Linked DNA regions of Mus musculus: all the other regions are linked to region 1. Evidence: chromatin contacts called from public HiChIP or PLAC-seq data. All regions are on one chromosome and are shown on one strand. Each heading gives the region's core, a stretch centred on a gene start, on an enhancer-like site or on the middle of the called end of the contact. The rest is flanking DNA. Distances are from core to core; before and after follow the strand shown.

Region 1 (2,653 bases), core at 92-2,591:
CAGACAGACACACACACAGATAAAACACTAAGCAAACAAACAAACCCTTTCAGAAAGAGTAGCAACCTCACCATGCCAGAGTAGTTGCAAATGCCAGCTTAGGTTGTGGGAGCATCACACAGAGCTTCTCTATCTCTGGCTGTGAAACTGGATATCCTGCCCAGCATTACCACCCACAGTTCCTTCAGGGCCGAGCGGCAGATGTGATGGGTCTTAGAAAGTCACTGAACAATGAAGTAGCTCAGTACCTAAGAAGACACGCAGAACACGTTGTTGCCGTATTTAGTAAGTACCAGTGGAACTGAGGACCATGGGCTGTTTAAGCTGAGTGTTCCTGTCCCTGGCTTCCAGGGGCACACCCAGAGCTGGAGTTCTTTTCACTCATCCACTGGAAACTTCCTAATGGCTTTGAATGTTGATCTTAACCTTCTTTATATGCATTTCTACTCGCATTTTCATTTGACAGCATGGACCAGAAATCAAGCCCTTTTTCTGCTGTGCCTGGGATTGAGCCCAGGGCTTTATATGCACTAGTCCAGCATTGTACCAGTGAGTTACAGACTGGTAGTAAAAAGCTAGCCTTTCTGAATTTGTAAAAGACACAACTGGCTCTCAGATGTACTTTGGTACTTTTGTTGTCAGCACAATGCAAACTGGATTCTCACCAGTGTGTGAAGTATGTTAGCTGTCATTAGCAGGCTCAAAGAGTTTTACAAGTGGGGATCAGCATGAGTTCACCTCCACAGACACCTTGCAAGACTCAGCACCTCAGCATAAGGACCCTCGGAGGGTGGGAATGAAGACCAGGACTGAAGCTGAGAAGAGCATTCCACAGCCTACAGCAAGGCCCCAAAAGCCTAAGTATGGCTGAAGTGAGAGGCCGCCAGGGAGCGGGGGGCGTCATGGAAGTCCCACACAGAACAAACACAGGCCCTCAGCCACTTTCCCAGGCATGATGGCAGATAGGAGATGCCAATAAATACTTTAGAAGAGAGAGAGTGGAGGTAGAGCTGAGATAAGATGCTGCAGAGGGGAACGGCAGGGATGCAGCTACTGTAGAGTGCAGGACCCAGGAAAGATGGAAGGATGAGCTGGATGAAAGACTGATGAAGTCTTAAACTATTTGGAACCTATCAAGGTAGCTATCTGGAGTCTTGCTCACTAGAATAATTAACTCAAGACACTCTGCAATTAATGATGACAGACATGGCTGAAGGCCAGAGTGAGTCAACATGGGAGAGATGGGAATGCCATTACATTTTACAAAGAGATGGTGAGATCTCTAAGTTTACTTATCTGAACTCTCAGCTAAACTAGAGTTACTCAGTGTGTTGTGTTGAGTCATAAGTGTGGAGGGATTTTAATCCTGTAAGCACAGCAGGCAAGGCAGGAACTAGAGAGGTTGTTAATGCATTATCAAGCTGCCGTAAATATGACACACAAGACAAAGCACTTTATTGTGCTCATGGTTTCCCAGGCCTGTGTTCGGGCTTCATGCTCTTCCATACAGCCCAAGCTAGGATGGCTTCTACTTGCTTCACAACAGCTACAGGCTCAGTGGGGAGCTGTGAGGCATCTGGAGCAAACCCAGTGTACTGGCAAGTTTTGTGTCAACTTGACACAGCTGGAGTTACCACAGAGAAAGGAGCTTCAGTTGAGGAAATGCCTCCATGAGATCCAACTGTAAGGCATTTTCTCAATTAGTGATCAAGGGGGAAAGGCCCCTTGTGGGTGGGACCATCTCTGGGCTGGTAATCTTGGGCTCTATAAGAGAGCAGGCTGAGCAAGCCAGGTGAGGCAAGCCAGTAAAGAACATCCCTCCATGGCCTCTGCATCAGCTCTTGCTTCCTGACCTGCTTGAGTTCCAGTCCTGACTTCCTTTGGTGATGAGCAGCAGTGTGGAAGTGTAAGCCAAATAAACCCTTTCCTCCCAACTTGCTTCTTGGTCATGATGTTTGTGCAGGAATAGAAACCCTGACTAAGACACCCAATAACAAAAGACAGAATCACCTAGAAGCATCTTTACACAGGCATAGAAGCTATTGGGGTGGCATTAGGACTTGGTTCTGATGGGACTGCCAATTAGAATTCCTACGTGAGGTCTTTTCATGTAGTTTGATTTTCATGTAATGGTTGACTTGTCCAGAAAACAAAAGTAGAAGCTTCCTGGCTTCCAGTGTGTGTCATACTCTGTCACTTTTCCTGTTTTGTGTTGGTCATAGCAACCCGTGCAGGCACAACAGTGACATAAACAAATTATCTAAGGTCAAATGTCAAATAATTTATAGCCACAGGCAGTCATTAAAGATAGGGTCAACTAGTCAGGGCTTCCTACAGGAAATCAAGGCAGAAGATAAAAGCAGAGCCAGGCTCACTGTAGTTAAAGGGCTCCAGAGGAAGGAAAGGAAAAAGAAGTTCGTGTGAACCTGCCGGTCCCTGAGGCTTCAGCTACATACAGGCCCTGGCTAGATCTGGGGACTTCCCAGGGGGACACCTGGGGCCCCTGATGGTAGGAATGGCCAAGATCAAGTGAACTTGTGGAACCCAGCAGCAAAGACACGGTAGCCAGATGTCATGGAGATGCCAGCAACCCCAGCCCTTGAGAGGCAGAGGCGGTTGGATCCCTGTGAGTTCAAGACCAGGCTAGTCTACA
Region 2 (2,653 bases), core at 57-2,556, 760 kb after region 1:
ACATCCTCCACCATCACCAAGGACTTTAATAAGCAAAGCCCGCCAAACTTTAAGTCTTTGTAGGGAAACAGAACCATGGGCAGGAAGCAGAGGGGCCGAAGGACCAAATACCATCCAAAATGTAAGCATCAAGGCCCCGTGAGATCGAAACCTGTCTCCAGAAGCCGACGTCCAGGTAACCCACACACTATCCCTACTTAAAGGCATTTAGACAATACACCCACCACAAGAGCTGAAAGGCAAACATTTTCCAGGGGGAAAAAAGGAGGCAGAAAATAGGGGCACAGGCCCGGGATTCGTCTTCTGAGGTCCCCAAGCAGGGGACTTGGAGAAGGTGAGACCTCATCTCCCAGCCTGGCTACTTAAGGCTAACACCAGTGGGTCCCCTGCACTGTCAGGGGCCGTCACGGGCCGAGGTTCCACTTTCCTGTCTGCCACAAATGTCACGTTCCAAAAAAGTTCAACCAGCTCCCCCTTGGAAAGTTTGTGCTTCCTCCCGGAAACCAGATTTTTTCCAAGGCACTGCCAACAGGCCAGGGAAAGCCGGATCCTACCCCTGATTTGTGCAAGAAACTTGTTTGGGGAGAACAAAGAAGGCTCAGGGCGGAAAGGCCCGAGCCTCCGGGCCGGGGCGCGTCCTGGGGTCCAGGCTGGGCGCCCCGCGCGCCTTTGTCTGCGCCAGAGCAGCGGCACCCGCCAAGCCTCCAGATCCTCCGGGACCGCAACCTGCCAGCCACAGGAGAAATGCCAGTCCCGCGTCAGGGGCCCGCACGCGTACCCGAGTCCTTGGCCTCCCGTGGGAATCCCCCACGGGGGTACTGGGCACTCGGAGGGTAGTTCTGAACCGAATTCTGCTTTTTGTCTTGTTGAACCTTCTGGATCCCTCACAGGACAATCTGAGGCCCCAGCACAAATCTGGTTCACCAAGTCCCCACATCTGGTGCGGAGCTGATGTCAGCCTGGGCTCTCGGGAGCAGCCGCGGAGACCTCTCGGCCCAGTCAGGGGGAGCCCTCCCGGACCCCCGGCTTGAGCTGATTACCTCTAAGCACAGGCTCGCAAGGTCCCCGGCGCGACTTTGCCCTCCGCATGGGGCGATCATGGGACGATCCTGGCTTGGGCAACGCGGCGGCAGGGGAATGGCGGCAGGGGGATGGCGGCTGGGAGGCGCGGCGAAGGGTGCCTCTGCACTCGGGCAGCAGAGAGATGCCCCGTTCCCCCTCCAGTCCCACCCACCCCACCCCGCTGCCGGGTCCCTGGGCGCCCCGCGCTCCCAGTCGCCAGCGTGCTACCCAGGAGGGTCGCTGGTCTGATCCCTGTAACCCTACACTTCACCCCGCCCCGGCCCCGGCCGCGGGGCCCTAGAGCCCGTCCCCAGTTTCCCGTCGCCCCTCCCGGGATTTCGGAAACTGCCGGGACTCAGGCTGACGTGTCTCCCTGAGACCAAAAAGGGAGACTGGCTCCCTTGTTTTTGTCCCCTATCCGCGTTTGAATTCCTGTCACACTCACCATTTCTATCTGAATGCCTTAGAATCCTTTGCTGGAATATGCCTCCGAACTCCAGGCTAGGTTTGGTTTAGGACCAACTTTTCTTCTAAGTGGAATTTCCAGGTGAAAGCGATCCCCAGGCCCTAGTACTTCTATCAGGTGGGGCGGTCAGGATAGGAGGGGCTATGATGTGCTCCACTGAGGAACAGAACAGCTAGCTAAACAGACCTTCCTTACAGCCTTAAATGTTCAATGGCTTCCTAGGACTGTACATCCTGTGACCACAACCCTCAGGCTGCTATCTGCTCAAACAGAAGCAAAGAATTTGAAGTCTGTGACTCTGCCCCGCCTTCGAAATCAGACTTTTTCCCTAAGCAACGCTCCTTGCCCAGCCCTCTGCGAGGTTACACTCACTGTCTTCTGAAGCCATGCACTAGGACCTTTCTGGTCTGTCTTCTGAGAGCAGAGGCCAGTGGCTGCTGCCCAAGCCCCTACTTGGAGGGTTAGGGCATATCAAGGTTTCTGACGGTTGGCTCCTCTTTTCTCTCTTCTTACCTGGCCATGGGGGCAGGGGTCATGTCTGGCTTGTGCCATCTCCCTAAACTCACCCGCTCACCGCTTCACCCCCAGTGTTCCAGCCGGATTCCATGACAGCCCTCTGATTTCTCAGACAGAGGCCCAAATGTAATTGCTGAACTTATTTCTCAAGCACAGGCTTCGTTAAAGTCACCTGCCTTTGTAGAACACACAAAGCCAGGACGTGTGCACAGAAAAGAACAGGGCAGTAGGTCCCCTCTTGTTAAGAGTCTGGACAGGAGAGAGAAGAGACCAGCTCTGTGTAGAGGGGGAAGGGGCAGAGATCCGATGTGCAGGAAAAGGAGGCACTGGGCAAGCAAGCAGCAGTGCAGCCTGGAGGGAATTGGCAAGGTTTCTCACCAAGGGTGCTTGGCAAGAGCTGATAAATGAGGAAAGAGTTTTCACTGCAAAGGAAGAGACAACACGAGTAAGTGGACAGTCACAAAGTGCAGGGCTGGGAAGGACTGAACGGTAAACGTACACAGCTTCCACTTGGCTAGTGCGGAAACTCCCACCCGGCTGTGCAAGGACTTCCCTAACGGCACAGAACAAGTTCAGTAGCAAAGCCAAGGGTGGAAACCCATTTGCTTC
Region 3 (2,653 bases), core at 82-2,581, 670 kb after region 1:
ATGCAGACAGTGTTAGTCCTTCCCTAGCCTTCTGTTTCCACCTCAGCACTTCCTGGATTGGTTGGGGCAGCCACAACTTGGGGGGTCATTTTGGTTTACCCTACATTTTAAATATCAGTATCACCCAGAAAGAAAGATAGATATTCTCAATATAATGTTTACCCATATGCCTTGCTTGGTGTTCTTTGTACCAGTTGACATGTAGGTGACCATCAAAGTGCCAGAGGCACTTTTGCTAACATGAAGCAGTTACATCTGCATGGAGCTGGGTAGTGAGAAGAGTCCAGCCATGAGAAACTCTGGGAACAGGGCCCCCAAAAGGAAAATCAGAAATGGAATGCTCTGCTGGTTTAAGAAGCTTTAAAAAAAATCCCTACCCCTACCTCCACCTGAAGAGGGAATTGATTCTTTAGACAAGGTTTGCCATCTGGCTTTTCAAGGTTCGAGCTTAAGCAAGTTGCCCTGGGTTTCAATTTCAACATTTTTAAATGTAGCTTGTTATACCTAGCCCATATGATGCCTGTGGCCACACACAGCATGTTGTGTTGCATGTTGGAAGATAATGCCAAGTTTTCCTATTCTATTCTATCCTTTTGAAAACTAGTACATAGTGAACAGCCTTGAAGATAGGACTAGAGTCTTCCCTGATAGCTAAAGGCAAGGATATTTAGCATCCATTATAAAAGGCCGGATTTTCTGCCACTCATGGTTCCTCTCCTGGCCCACAACTCTGGTAAGAGAGAGGCCTGGGAATCAGAGCTCGGGTCGCTACATGGGAATATGATACCCTGGACACTGCTGTTGCGGAGCAAAATAAACGGTCCTGCATTTCTGTCTTCTACAAAGAGCTATGCAACTGTAGCAAGCTAACTTGTTAGTTTGGAAGAGGTGTAGAAAGGCAGAAGGTTTTCACCAACAGCAGGAAGTACTCAGCAAACATTATTTCCCCTCTATGACAGCTCTCATTTCCCCAAACATCACCCTGGCTAGCAGCAGCACAGGTCTAGGAAGTCCCCACTCTGGCTGACAGCCATCAACTAAGGCCCTCCTGGCCTGGGGTTAGAGTGTTTACAGAAAGTAACAACTTGTTTTAAGGATCATTCTAAATATGAGTGACTGTGACCCAGAAAGGTAAGGTCAAGTTACCCGGAATGTGATATGCTCCACTGTGAAATTCCATGAACTCTCTCCTAGCCACACAACACAAGCATGCAATTCATCAATGAGTTTAATAATTCTGAGGGACATCAGGGCTACCACAGAGAGATCTCCGTGCAGGATTTGTATCTGCCTTATCACATTCTTAGCCTCAGGCCTGGTGGAGACCAAGTCCAGGCCTGGCATACATTCCAAAAGTTTTATGTGGCAGTCATGAGGATGTGAGGTCAGACAGTATAATGGAGACTAAAGAAAGCTCTTAACCTGCCACACTCCATCTTTCCACAATTATAATCTTCCATCAGCCATCAATATAGGTATGGTGGCTTCTCAGAGGAAGAGGAAATTCTATGATGGTCCTTATGGCCCAGAGCCCTCCACCTCTGCATTGGGTTCAGGACAGACTCCCCAAGAATACATCCTTACTCAGTCCATTCCTTTCTCGACATGGTTCTCCAGCTTCTCTTCCTCTGACTTCACCAAGAAATCTCCCTCACTAAATGACTCAGGCCCCAAACCCTTTAGTGGGCTGTACATTCTTTCTGCAAAGTGTTTCAGGGTTGTCTGTAAGGGTGCCAGTCTACAGCCTGTCTGAGATGTGCACAAAGGTCACTACATGCTTCTATGGCACTCTGCCCTCCATCAGCAGACAGAGGCAGCTGCTGTCCCAGCACCCTTAAGGGATAAACCTTGTGATGTTTACACTTGATTATCAACATGACTGGATTGAGGAGATTAGGAAAGCACACCGGGTGTGTCTGCAAGGATGTTTGCAGAGAGGATTAATTAGGGGAAAGGAGTCACTCTGAATTCCAGCAACACCAGCCCAGAAGCTTAGGTGCCTGGCTGGAATAGAAAGACAGCACTGGGACGCAGCTCTTGCTTGATGTTTCCTGTTTCCTGTCAGCCATGAACTGAGTGGTCTCGGTCACCAATCCCCACCTCACCACAGGCTCAAAACCCATGGAGGCAAGGACTGACAAGGGAAACCTTTGAAACTAAGGCACAAAGTAAATAGTTCTTCCCTGTAGGCTATTACGTGAGGACTTCCCAACCTTCAGCTCTACATCCAGAGACGTGGGCATATGGAGACACCCAGGAGGTTCAGGCTGACTGGAAACCTCACAGCAAGCAAATTTTGCTCCAGCACCCACTCGGTTTGACCAAGGCTTTGATGGGGTCACCATCTCCTTCTTCCTGTACAGAATCCTTCAGCACAGCTCATTTCCCAAACTCTACCTCAGCACCCAAGATCCTAGTTCTGTGGCATGTGTTCTGTGTGTGTCTCTTCTTGCATTCAACCCACCTCCACCAACAGCACAGTCCAGCCCCCTGACCGAGCCTGTTGGTGGATGAGGCTCCTTTTGGTCTGTTCAGGATTCAGTAAACTCTTAACATTTGGTACATAACTTGGGTTGAATTCACTAGAAGATCTTCAGAGAACATGGGGTTGGAAGTCATTGTATTCACAGTGAGTGAACACCCCACCACCGGA

Evidence for each region. HiChIP or PLAC-seq counts read pairs in DNA pulled down with a chosen protein or histone mark.
Region 2: a contact with region 1 is called in a FOXA1 HiChIP or PLAC-seq map of pancreatic cancer cells. The contact joins the promoter of Amotl1 here to the enhancer-like site in region 1. A contact is called at or near these places in 4 of 115 datasets of contacts at active chromatin or transcription factors (embryonic stem cells, extraembryonic endoderm stem cells, forebrain and 1 more) and 1 of 9 other capture datasets (embryonic stem cells).
Region 3: a contact with region 1 is called in a FOXA1 HiChIP or PLAC-seq map of pancreatic cancer cells. The contact joins two enhancer-like sites. A contact is called at or near these places in 3 of 15 datasets of contacts at CTCF or cohesin (the NIH/3T3 cell line, large pre-B cells and pro-B cells), 6 of 484 Hi-C or Micro-C datasets (3T3-L1-derived adipocytes, B cells, cortical neurons and 3 more) and 1 of 115 datasets of contacts at active chromatin or transcription factors (pancreatic cancer cells).

The regions. Positions count from the first base shown.
Region 1 is chr9:13,851,775-13,854,427 of GRCm38.p6, forward strand. It overlaps a transcript of Fam76b not described here. Among named protein-coding and RNA genes, the nearest start is that of Fam76b, 25 kb to the left of the region's middle. Within about 2 kb of position 1,342, at least 8 of the 459 cell types and tissues checked have an H3K27ac peak or open chromatin away from gene starts, as enhancers often do. A contact at or near this core is called in pancreatic cancer cells, where this site is marked.
Region 2 is chr9:14,613,694-14,616,346 of GRCm38.p6, forward strand. Amotl1 (angiomotin-like 1) reads right to left here and starts at 1,307. Exons shown (of 13, transcript NM_001081395.1): 1 at 1,041-1,307. The coding sequence starts at 1,089.
Region 3 is chr9:14,520,155-14,522,807 of GRCm38.p6, forward strand. No RefSeq gene overlaps it. Among named protein-coding and RNA genes, the nearest start is that of Cwc15, 21 kb to the left of the region's middle. Within about 2 kb of position 1,332, at least 50 of the 459 cell types and tissues checked have an H3K27ac peak or open chromatin away from gene starts, as enhancers often do. A contact at or near this core is called in pancreatic cancer cells, where this site is marked.